Regions from separate parts of the Mus musculus genome. Here all the other regions are linked to region 2. Evidence: chromatin contacts called from public promoter capture Hi-C data. All regions are on one chromosome and are shown on one strand. The core of a region is the stretch at or near the end of the contact, and the rest is flanking DNA. Distances in the headings are between cores, read along the strand shown.

Region 1 (3,801 bases), core at 824-3,323, 1.1 Mb after region 2:
ATTACAAGTTCAAGTCTAGTTTGGACTCCTTACTGAGAATTCAGCTCAACAAACCAAAAAGTAACCGATTTACTCCAAGTATCTCAAGCTCCTTAACTCCCGTGGTCTGTGAGGTCTCTTTCAATTATGAGTCTTTAATATGGAGATTTCTGTGTAGGGACTGTCTGGGTCTCTTAGCACCTAAGTCCTTGTATGAAAATTTAAATCTAAGGACCAGCGAAGCCAGAGATCCTTTGAGTTAGGTGTTCTCTATTTTGATGTAGGATTTCTTGGTGTGTGGAATACCCAAGTGCCTATGTCCCCCTTGCCCACCCCATTACTATTTTATTTTGTTTTTTTTTTTTTTTTTTAGATAGAGTTTCAGGTAGGCTAGGCTGCAGAACATCCATAGATGAAGTCCCGATGCATCTGCCTCAGGGTTCTTTCTTGAAGTTCTACTTGCTTGCCTTTATTGAGAGAGAGAAAAATCACACACACACACACACACAGAGAGAGAGAGAGAGAGAGAGAGAGACAGAGGGACAGACAGAGACAGATAGACACTTAAATTTATTTATTATGTATGTGTGCCACAGTATGAATGTGAAGACAACCACATTGAGTCTCAGGGATGGAACTCAGACCCTGACAGTTGGTAGCAGTATCCTTACCTGCTGTACCATCTTGAAATCCTCTTTCACCTTTTTGAAAAGAAATACATTTTTATTTGGATGAGGGGGGTGTTTTGAGACAGGGTCTCACTGTCTAACCTTGGTCGGCCTAGAATTCACTACGTAGACCAAGCTGTCCTCAAATTCACAGAAATCCATTCTGCCTCCTGAGTGGTGGGATTGCCATCCCACTTAGCCTGGTTTTTGTTTGTTTGAAACAGGGTCTCATGTAACCTGACTAGCCTGGGACTTGCTATATAGAAGAAGCTAACCTTGAACACTAATCCTCCTGCCTCAGGATTACTGCCATTACAAATATACCTCCACTATGCCTGGCCCAATAAATGCTTTAAAAGTTTTATTATTGGTGTTTATTATTGGTGAGAACTTTCTTCCACAGGCACCTGTTGAAAGGGATATTCACCATGTAGCCATAGCAAGCCTGGTCCTTACTATCTATGTAGCCTAGGCTGGCCTCGAATTTGTAAGGGATTCCTGCCTCTGCTTTAATAATGCAGGTATTGTAGGTATGGACCACTAGTGGCACAGGGCCTTTAAAAACAGAGATGACAGAGCTGAGTTTGGGCAACCTAAGACATCTCACAGCCTGGACCAATTCCAAAGCAGTTTAGTACACAGCCAGTACCCCCAAATATTTTAGACACGGTGACACACTCTCACAGGAGAGGGAGAGGCAGTAGGATCTCTTAGTTGGAGATTAATCAAGAACCCCTCAGAATAGCTACAGCTCAGTTGACTCAGTTTACTGTTTATCTCTCTCTTGGGGTCAATGTCCAGCTCCACGGTCTAGGGGAATTTTGACAGTCTAGGAGACTTGTTTCTTGGGAAAATTAGGGGACCTCTGGGGACGACACAAACATTGATGGGAATTTCAGATGGATGCCTCTAGAAATAGAGAAAAGGTGGCCACTTGGGCCACACTAGAAGTCAGGCTCCCGCTTCCTTTTTCTTCCCCACATCTAGAAGTCATAGGAAATGCCAGTGAGTTTCGGGGGTACAGGGTCAGAGGTATTGGAATGGCTCACAGGCACAGCAAGATGAAGGTCTATACGCCGGGAATGATGAAGGCCACGCTGGGAATACCCACCGGGCGAGTCCCAGTGCTTAGCCTCTGGCGCCCCTTTAGTCTAGTTCTTATTCAGGGAGCGTAAAAGCTTGGCTTCAAAGTCTAAAGTTAATTTTGCTTAACAAAGCCTGAGAGCGAAGGGATTACTTTTCGTAACACCAAATAGATCCGCGCCTGATTCAGTTTGTCCCCGGTGGCATTCCGTAACCTTGTTTTGGCGGAGGCTACGTCACTCTCCTTCTCAGGCGCTGCCTGTACCTGGCTTTTTCTGATTGGCTGGGATGAGCCCGTGGCCCCCGCTGATTGGAAGCGATGGCTGCCAATCCACCGTCCGTCTTGCTTGGGTTAGGTTGAGCTAGAGGCGGGGGAGTAGTAGGGAAACTGGAATTTCCCGCGGAGCTGACGGCGCTTTCTCTACCCCCTACTCGTTTGAATTCCACGCGCTCCAAAATATCCGCCATGGAGAAATCTTGGTAATGACCCATTCCCCGTAAGCATCCCAGGAACACGTCTTGACCTTTGCCCTAATCCTTCCCCTCCCGTCCCCTGCGCTGGGGGAGAATTCTGGGTAACCAGTTTCTCTGGTTCGCTCAAAGAATTCTGGGTAGCTATCCGTTTCCATTACTTCCCCCTTACCCCCGCCCCGTTTGTGGGTAACTGGCCGTTCTTGTTACCCACCCCCTGGAGAATGCTGGGTAACCACTGTAAAGGATTCTGGGAAACTGGCTTGTCTTGCCCCCTTCACCGCCCAGCCCCTTTGTCTCATGTCCAATTCTAAGAAACAAGCATTTCAGAGCTCTCCCCCGAACTCCAGCCCCTATCAAACCCGCTCCCTTCACCTTGTGGTTCAGGAGAAAGGGAAGTCAAGAGTTAGATCATTTGGTGGGCTGGCAGGGAACTTAGGAAGTTTAGAGGTGCAGAGTAAGGGACACTGTCATGCCACTCACAGTACAGCGTTGCCCTTGTCCTCTTCATGCATGCTTCCGTCTTTGCCTGGCAGTCTCATCCCCTCTGCCTACCTGATTGTCCTGTCCACATAGAAGATACTTCCAGTACCTAGGCCTATCCCTGACTGCGCTGCCTCTTTCCCTTGCAGGCCAGAATGTCCATTCTAGGTTCACTGGTGCTGTCCTCCTGAAGGCTGGGTCACTTGTCTGTAGGAAGCGTGGCAAGGGAGGGTGTGACTCCGGTCTGACCAGCGGCCACTATCGTCATGAACTTTGAGGGTCTGGATCCTGGACTGGCCGAATTTTCCCCAGCTATGCATTCTACCCTGGACCCAGTCCTGGATGCCCACCTGAATCCAAGTTTGCTACAGAATGTGGAGCTAGACCCAGAGGGAGTGGCCTTGGAGGCTCTTCCTGTCCAGGAGTCAGTGCACATAATGGAAGGTGTCTACTCTGAGTTGCACAGCGTGGTGGCTGAAGTGGGAGTGCCTGTGTCTGTCTCCCACTTTGATTTACATGAGGAGATGCTGTGGGTGGGGAGCCATGGGGTAAGAACTATACCCCTTTCTGAAGGCTGAAAGGGTGTATTAGAAATCTTTATCTGGTCTTTGCCCAAGGACAGCTCTTTGCAGGTAGTCAAAACTGAGTTGAACTGATGAGAGTTAGCTGGGTCTTTCAAACCAACAAGGGAGTGGAGAGATTAACTACATATTTAGTTTCATAAGGCATTCCACTCTGTCAGTTCTCCTATCACTACTGTGTTTTTGCGACAACATCTCTCTCTATAGTCCAGGCTGATCTAGAACTCACAGCAGTCCTCCTGCTTTTGCCTCCAAAGTGCTGAGTTTCCTTGTATGTAACCATATCTGACTGTTGTTTATTGTTTTTGTTGTGTTGTTGTTTGTTTATTGTTTTTAAAGACAGGGTCTCTCTATCCCAATCTGGCCTTAAACTTTATGTATAGCCAAGGATCGTCTTGAATGTCTGATCCTCCTGCCTCTATCTCCTGAGCGCTGGGAAGATAGACACCAAACCCATATTCAGTGTATGTTGCTGAGATAAACCCCGAGGCTTTTTGCACAGCAGGCAAGCACTGAACTCACTCCTACAGGTCAAA
Region 2 (3,790 bases), core at 216-2,715:
GCAATAGAATAGGATTCTGATGGGAGGAAAACGACATGAGTGGATGGACTCTGCCCCCCACCTCGGGAGTCCTAGGGGAACCCCCATGTTGTCCTCTCCATGATGTTCAGCCCGTCTCCCAGGGTCCCCTCATTTGCCACCCTCCTTTGGGTTGGCCAGGATAGAAATCTTTGCAAAGGCACTCTGGGGAGGAGGGACAGTAAGCTCCCAGGCCCGTGCTCCTCCAGTTCCATGTGAAGGTTCCCCATATCCTGAGCATAGCACAGATATGCGGGTGGGGGCAGCCATCTGGGCAGACACTGGAAACTGGGGGTAGCCATCTGCTTCCCTACAACACTCCCCCTTGCAATAGGTACAGACCATTCTCCCGGAGAGGGGTGAGAACAAAAGAACGAGGCTGTCTGCCACCTCCAGCCCCTCTCCTCCCACTCCAGTAATTACTATATATATTGTTTTGGACAGCCCCCCTCTCCAGCGCATGCACATACCCAACCCAGGGGGCAGTGAGGACAGCTCAGCGGGGCTATCTTTGGCCAGCAATTGGGAAGAGCTGCAATGTGAGTTCTTATAAAACCCTTTACAGGTAGGTAGATACCCCTCGCCCCACCCCCAGCCCACCATTCCTCTGCTCCCTTTTCGGAAGATATTCAGCCAGTGTGATCTGAGACACAAGGTTCTGGGCATCAGGCGATCACCAGAGAATTTTCCCTCCTGGCTAGCTGACTAAAGGAAAGAAATGGGTCCTCTGACCCTTCCTCAACTTCCTCAACTTGAATCAGCAGGAATCTAGAAGTGGAAAAGGACCTTAGATATTCTCTGTTAAATCATTTTTTTTCTGGAAAACACCCGTACATGCTCCAGCCCTAAAGCCCTAGGGCTAGAGTAAGCAGATGCCCTAACCCCAGCTCAAGCTCAATGCTGGCCCCCTCAGACCTCGCACTCACCACGTCCCCCCCGGGAGAAGCAGCAGCCGCATTTTGCCAGCACTTTTCGAATCACACGGGGACAGGCACAGCGACCCCCTTTGTGACCCCCCCGCATGGCGCCCGGGGCCCCCCGCACCCCCCACCCGGGCCGGCCATGCAGGGGGAATCACGGGGGGCGGGGCGGGGCGGGCGCAGGGCGCACACCCCCCTCCCTCCCTCCGGGGTCCAGGCTTGGAGAGGGGGGGAGAAAAAGGATGGGAGGCGGGGGTCCAGGAGTAGACGGAAGTCGAGGCAGGGGAGTCTGGAGGGAGGGCCGTGCGGGGCTGGGCCGCGGAGTTGGGCGGGGAGGGTTTCCGGAACCCCGGCGGTGCGGGGCCCAGGGTCCAGATGTCCAGCCAGAGGAAGGGGTGATGGGGGAGGCCCGGCCGGGATGCGACAGCCGCTCCAGCTCCGTCTCCGGCCTCGGCTTAGGGGTGGCTCTAGGCCCGGGCAGGGAGGTGCGGGGGCCGATTCCCAGAGCCACTGGAGCCGCGCGGGTCCGGGCCGAGCGGCGAGCGGAATAACAGGCCGGGCCACGGTGCTGCCGTGGGGCGGGGCCTCTGCGGCCAGGCTCCGCCCCTCCGCGCTTCCCCAGCCCCCTCCCCCAGGCACCTCCACGCTTGCAGTCCGGGTCCCCAGACCTCCGCCCCTCCTCCCAGGCCTGGGCTCCCTCTAGCATCCCAGCTGCAACTGCGGGGCTCTGGGTTGGGTGGGCGTGAAGGCTGGAGGTGGGTCTGCCTTGCTCGCCCCTTGGACTCTAAGATGAAGAATTCGCAGGATGGGGCCTTGTTGTGTGTGAATGGTTCTGAGGTTCTGGCTGTCTCCCCCGCCACCCCTCACCCCCATGCCCCGAGTAGGGCTTGTGTGCCTGGGGAACACTTTGTAGGGAACACAGCCCAGGTGCCGCCCTCTCCCCCGACCCATCTTTCCTCCAGGCCCCAGAACTCCAGCTAAAACTAATCACCAATTAAGGCGAAGTCCGGGCGCCTGGGCTGGCCCAGGGCCAGGGGTGGGGCGCGGGGACACTCCACTCCGCCTTCGGGGGCTCGGGACCCGCCGAAGTGAGGACACACATCGGGCTAGAAGAGAAGCGTGGTGTCTGCGATTTAATGGTCCCATGCAAATTAGGCGCAAGCCTTTATGCTAATATGAACAGAATCTATCTGAAGTCACCACTTTGCGCAGGATGGCAAATTGTGCCCCACCCAAGCCCAGCTTCTTACCGGGCTGCGGAGCCCAGGCGAGGACCTCAGGTTCGCGCTGCCCTGTCTGATCCTCCTCGATACAATCACTCTCTGTCTTGGTACTCCCAGGCCCTAAGGGATCTCTCTCCGGGGGCTGCCGAGACAGAGTCACTGTAAGGACCCTTTCCTAGGCTGCCACGACCTCCCCCTTCTTCTCTCCCTCCTGTCAAAATACACATTACTCTGAAAGCGTCAACCAGAACTTGGCATATGGCCCTCGTAACTGAATTTATGGATCCTTGCGACTGCTCCATATAACTTTTGTTTGCGGGGAAACTGAGTCGTGGAGTGCAATTCTCCTAAAGTCCTCTAAAGACCCCCCCGACCCCACCCGCGGTCCCTCCTCCTTACCCCCTCCTGCCCGGGTACGGCGCATGCGCGCAGCATGCCACCCATGACCCCCAGTATCCGGTCAGTGCGGCCAGGGGTGGGGCGGTCCGGGGGCTTCATGCTGGACCCCTACCCTGCTTCAAGTTTCAGGGCCGAGGGGCCACGGAAGCTGGGGGGCTCTGAGGCCTGCGTGCGTCCGGGGAGTTGCTACTGCCGAATCCGCCCCCCTGCCCGGCTCCGCCCCGGCTCCCACCGCAGCCAAACTTCTCAAAAGGGGTAGGGTTGTTCCCTTCTCCACAAACGTAGCTGAACCACAAACAAACCCCTCTTAATCCTGATTCCATCAATCCAAGTGTGGCCTAGGGCTTTGCAGGGTTATTGCAACGCCCAGCGTTAGCTCTGCCAGAGGAGAGTGACTCCTAGGAAGAGAAAGGGTCCATTCAGGCATGCAAGGAATCCCCATTACCCCATCTCCTCAGCGGGTCCACACCCCACCCCCACCCTGTCCGAGGAACAGAAGACGGGTGTGGCATAGAGTTGCATATTTCACTTTATTTTTATTAAATTAAAAGCTACAGTCTGGCAGCAATTCCAGATTTGGGGGGGGGGGGCGGTGAGGAGGCTCCTTATAGGGGCAGAGAAGAGCGAGAGACAGACTGACAAAGACAGACACGGGAGAGAAAGGGTCCGTTAAGGTAGGACTACTGTTATCTTAACACACAGCTGGCTGGGGGAGGCAGCTAATATCAGTCCAAGGTGAGACAGTATTCAGGGGCTGGAGTTCCAGAGACCCCATCCTTCCTACCCAGGTCCTTTCTCAGCTTAGTCACTGGAGCACGGTACATACCAGGAAAAGCCAAGGACACTGGAGAAGCAGGGGCAGAGAAAATATGTACACGGAGTGAGGGGACGGGAGCCTTGGAAAACAGCCTCTGCTGGAGCACTTGGCCAGTGGGGGGGCAGGGGAAGGGACCATGTCCTCTTCCCCTCTGAGTTCCCACCCCAGTCAGACATATCCCCTCAAGGATGGTGTGGGGGCAGAGAGAGGCGGGGGGAGCAGAGGCTTCCGTTGGATCCTAGTAGAGGACAGCGGGGGGCCTTGGCAAAGGAGCTGTCCCTCAGTCGTCTGTGATACCCTTGGCTCTCAGTTCCTCTTGCACCCTAGTCAGGTAGGTTGGGTCCGGATACCCAAACCTGGGGCAAAGAGAAATGAGGATCAGAGTTAGTCGTTTGGACTTGATCGTCCTTACC
Region 3 (3,984 bases), core at 19-2,518, 1.1 Mb after region 2:
CAAATTCCTGGTAGGCCTGGCTCTAAGGAATGCTCTGGAGGCAGCTGGCTGCCAGGCTGAGGTCTGGGCTCTTCAGCTTCAGCTTTACCGATTAGGAGGTGTGGAGGCTACACAAGCCCTCATCCACCATCTCCAGGAGCTCCAGAAGAGTGGACACACAGACCGGGAAGTGTCTGTGGATGCCCTGTCCTCTGCTCTGCAGCTCTTAGCCTGGGAGCAGCCAGGTCCAAAGAGGGCCAAACGTTCGATTTCCAACACAGACTGCGACAATGATCAGGAACAGAGTGTCCACAATGTGGTTGACCTACTACCAGCAGTAGGCACCTACTACAACCTAGGCACAGCTTTGTATTACGCCATTAAGAACTGCTCTGACAAGGCCAAGGAACGAGGTCGAGATGGGGCCATAGATCTGGGTTATGATCTCTTGATGGCCATGGTAGGCGCGTCAGGGGGCCCAGCTGGTGCGGTGATCACGGCTGCTCTTAAGCCAGCGATGAAGGCTGGGGTTCAGCGGCTGATCCAGTATTATTATGATGAGAAAGAGGTGACCACCCCTCAGCCAGAGGTGACCACCCATCAGCCAGAGACCGGAAAGGATGCCACCACAGATATCGGTGTTGTGGAAGAAATAGCCATGTCTAATTTTGTGTCAGAAGTTGAAAGTACAACTTCTAACTGGGAGTGGCCTTTATTAAAGAACTATGGTGTCTTGGCGTACAAGAGATAGTAACAAAACAACCAATAAGTGGAAAATTCTGACAAGAGAAGTGTAGATGGATGGATGGGTGGGTGGATGGTTTGGGATACTGTCATCGCTTGCCAGTAATTTCCTTCTTGAAACTTAGATTTTTACACTCTAATGGGGCTGGCTAACTTCCACCTGAACAAGTGATTATAGAAATTAAAAAGCGTTATCATGAACCCACAGTATTTATCATTCATATCCTCAAAAATACCTTATTACCTCAGCTCTTCCCTCCCTATCCTAAGGGACGCAGGTCCCACCCTTTCTATGGAGTCCTAGGTGCCTTCACGCACCCTGGTTTCAGTTTCCTTTCCCTAGAACTCACGGTTCGGTTCGGGTAAATCAGCTGCTAGAATTCCTGGCTAAGACTTTAGTTGGGCTCCGCCCGACTAGGGGGGCGGGAGCGGGCACTAACGAGCTTCTCCCTCTCCGCCAATCACTGAAGTCGGCGGTGTGGTTTCAAGCAGCTTGTCCAGCCCAGCGCTGAACGGGGTTGTGTTTCAGCCAATGAGAGTGACACGCGGGGAGGGCGTGGCTAAGCTTTCGGTCGCCCCACCGATCCCGGAACGCCGAGCGTCCACAGCCGGGTGATCCATTCCGCCAGCCGGGTGACCCATTCCGCTGTTCGCTATCTTGGTCCGCCGGAGTCGGGGGAGGGTGGAAAACGGGTCCTTGAACCGCTTGGAGAATTGGAAGTTGCAGCGAGAGCACTGGAAGGAGCGGCACTGGACCCTCAGAAGGTACAGGCCCCGAAAGGGTGTGCGGAGCGGGGCGGAGGTGCCAGCCGGTTCCCGGGAAGGGCTGCTGCCCCGGGTGATGCCCCTGTAGACAAGGCTTCTGCTCTCTGGCTGAAGTCGAACACCCTGCAGGATGCTGCACCGCTGCACAGTTCTACTTCTCAACCCTGTCGACTTCCTTCCAAAACTCCTCCGCAACCCTTGCAGCTGCTCTATGTACCCATTATGATCCTTGTCATAAGCCAAAGCTTTAACCTCTGCTCTGCGAATCTATTTACTTATTTGTTTGCTTCCTTATTATATTTTTAAAATTTGTATGCATGTTGTGTTTATGTACTAGGTGCGTGCCTGAATTGGCCAGAAGAGGGCCGAATTTACTAGGACTGGAGTTAAGATGGTTGTGAGCAGCCATGTGGGGGCTGGGAACCGAACCCAGGTCCTCTGGAAGAGCAGCCAGTGCTCTTAACCATGGAGCCATCTCTCGAGGCCCTTTACATAATTTTTGATCCTTGCACAAATAAATAAATAAATAAGAAAGACATCCTTGATCATTATGTGTGTGTGTTTGTATAATATATATATATACACATATGTATATATATATATTATATACATATAATACATATAAACTATAGTCCTAGAGGTGAAACTGTTTGCTTAAGGTTACACACAAAGTCTAGTTTATTTCAGAAAACCTTATTCAGTGCAAAACTGATATCGGAGAGTGAAGCCAACTAGAGAAAGTACTTTGTTGCAGCCCCTATAGCCTACGTGCAGTTAGTTCACTTAGGCAGACTTTGGGTGTGAGGGTTGAGACAGGGTTTCTCTGTGTAGCCCTCCTGTCCTGGAAACTCAAAGATCCACCTGCCTCTTCCTCCCAAGAGCTGGGATTAAAGGTGTGCACCAACACCACCCGTCAAGTTTTTGTTTCTTAGAAGCAATACAGGCATATAATTTAAAGAGTCAAGTACCCGTTTGGAGCTGTAGCTCAACCAAAGCTTTCACAGAGAGTAAGGCACGAGGATCAAGGATTGCAAGAAAGCTAAAATGAAAACAAACATTTTGTTTGAAGAGAGATTGGATCAGGGCTATGGAGATGGTTCTTCAGTTAAGAGCACTGTCTGCCCTCCCAGATGTCCTGAGTTCAATTCCCAGCCATGGTGGTTCACAACCATCTATAATCCTAGAGTCCTATAGGATCCAATGCCGCTTCTGATCTGTGGGTGAACATGCAGACAAAACATCCAACATATACATAAAATAAAATTTTTAGAAGGAGAATAATTGGATCTCCTGCCCAATCTCTTCCCTTCTCCATTCCTGCCTTTAAGGAAAGAAAGTCAACGCCTGGACTCTAGGTGGCAATGTTTGCTCTGTAGTAGAATCATGTGACCTTTAAAGAACACTTGTGTTTCTTCTAAGCTTTTCAGCTCTAGGTACAATAAGAGTAAGATTTTTATTTTTTCCTTTTTATTTATTCTTCTCTCATACATCCTGACCATATCCTCCCTTTCCTTCCCTTCTCCCAGTGCCCCCACCCCATCTCTCCTCTCCTCCAGATCCCCTGCCTCTCCCCTGTCAGCAAAGAGAAGGTCTCCCAGGGGTATCACCCAAACACGACATAGCAAGATGCAGTAAGACTAGGCACAAACCTTCAGATCAAGGCTGGCCAAGGTAACCCAGGAGGAGAAGAAGGGTTCCAAGAACAGGCAAAAGAGTCAGAGACACTCCACTCCCCCCACCCACCCCACACACAAGCTAAACAATCATGACGTATTTGCAGAGCACTCATCTCAGAGTGTTGCAGGCTCCATGATTGCTGCTTCAGTTGCTGTGAGCCCCTATGAATCCTGCCTCGTTGATTCTGTGGACAGTGTTCTCATGGTGTCCTCACCCCTTCTGCCTCCTACCGTCCCTCCTCCCCCTCTTCTGCATGGTTCCTCCCCCCCCCCCCCGCCCCCTGCCAAAAAAAAAAAAGCAATTAAATGATTCCTAGTGATTATTCTGCTGTACTCAGATCAGTGTCTAGGGGCTTCCTGTGGCAGCTGGTGGGAGCAAGATGAAGTAGTTATTTATTTATGTATTTATTTCATGTATATGAGCACACTGTGGCTTTCTCCAGACACACCAGAAGAGGGTGTCAGATCCCATTCCAGATAGTTGTGAGCCACCATGTGGTTGCTGGGATTTGAACTCTGGACCTTTGGAACAGCAGTCAGTGCCCTTAACCATTGAGCCATCTCTCCAGCCCCATGATGAAGAAATTTTAATTCCCATTATAGATAAGGGACAGCATCAAGAAGGGGAAAGTGGGCGGGCACACATGGCTCTGCCTGCTTTGTGGCAGGGAAAACAGTTTTTTTTTTTTTTTTTTTAGATTTATTTATTTATTATATGTAAGTACACTGTAGCTGTCTTCAGACACTCCAGAAGAGGGCGCCAGATCTCGTTACGGATGGTTGTGAGCCATCATGTGGTTGCTGGGATTTGAACTCCAGA

What was found. Promoter capture Hi-C pulls out the DNA fragments that hold promoters and counts their contacts. Capture Hi-C pulls out chosen DNA fragments and counts their contacts.
Region 1: a contact with region 2 is called in a promoter capture Hi-C map of pancreatic islet. The contact joins the promoter of Pan2 here to the promoter of Arhgef25 in region 2. A contact is called at or near these places in 3 of 9 other capture datasets (adipose tissue, liver and pancreatic islet).
Region 3: a promoter capture Hi-C map of neural stem cells shows a contact between it and region 2. The contact joins the promoter of Stat2 here to the promoter of Arhgef25 in region 2. A contact is called at or near these places in 2 of 39 promoter capture datasets (neural stem cells and pre-B cells), 2 of 115 datasets of contacts at active chromatin or transcription factors (astrocytes and bone marrow-derived macrophages) and 2 of 9 other capture datasets (liver and pancreatic islet).

Annotation. Positions count from the first base shown.
Region 1 is chr10:128,301,262-128,305,062 of GRCm38.p6, forward strand. It overlaps Pan2 (PAN2 poly(A) specific ribonuclease subunit), which reads left to right and starts at 2,074. Exons shown (of 26, transcript NM_133992.3): 1 at 2,074-2,210; 2 at 2,834-3,232. The coding sequence starts at 2,951.
Region 2 is chr10:127,187,307-127,191,096 of GRCm38.p6, forward strand. Arhgef25 (Rho guanine nucleotide exchange factor (GEF) 25) reads right to left here and starts at 1,466. Exons shown (of 15, transcript NM_001358557.1): 1 at 945-1,466; 2 at 1-16. The coding sequence starts at 1,041. Dtx3 (deltex 3, E3 ubiquitin ligase) reads right to left here. Exons shown (of 6, transcript NM_030714.2): 6 at 3,072-3,733. The coding sequence ends at 3,658.
Region 3 is chr10:128,269,230-128,273,213 of GRCm38.p6, forward strand. It overlaps Stat2 (signal transducer and activator of transcription 2), which reads left to right and starts at 1,269. Exons shown (of 24, transcript NM_019963.2): 1 at 1,269-1,488. Apof (apolipoprotein F) reads left to right here. Exons shown (of 2, transcript NM_133997.3): 2 at 1-2,021. The coding sequence ends at 730.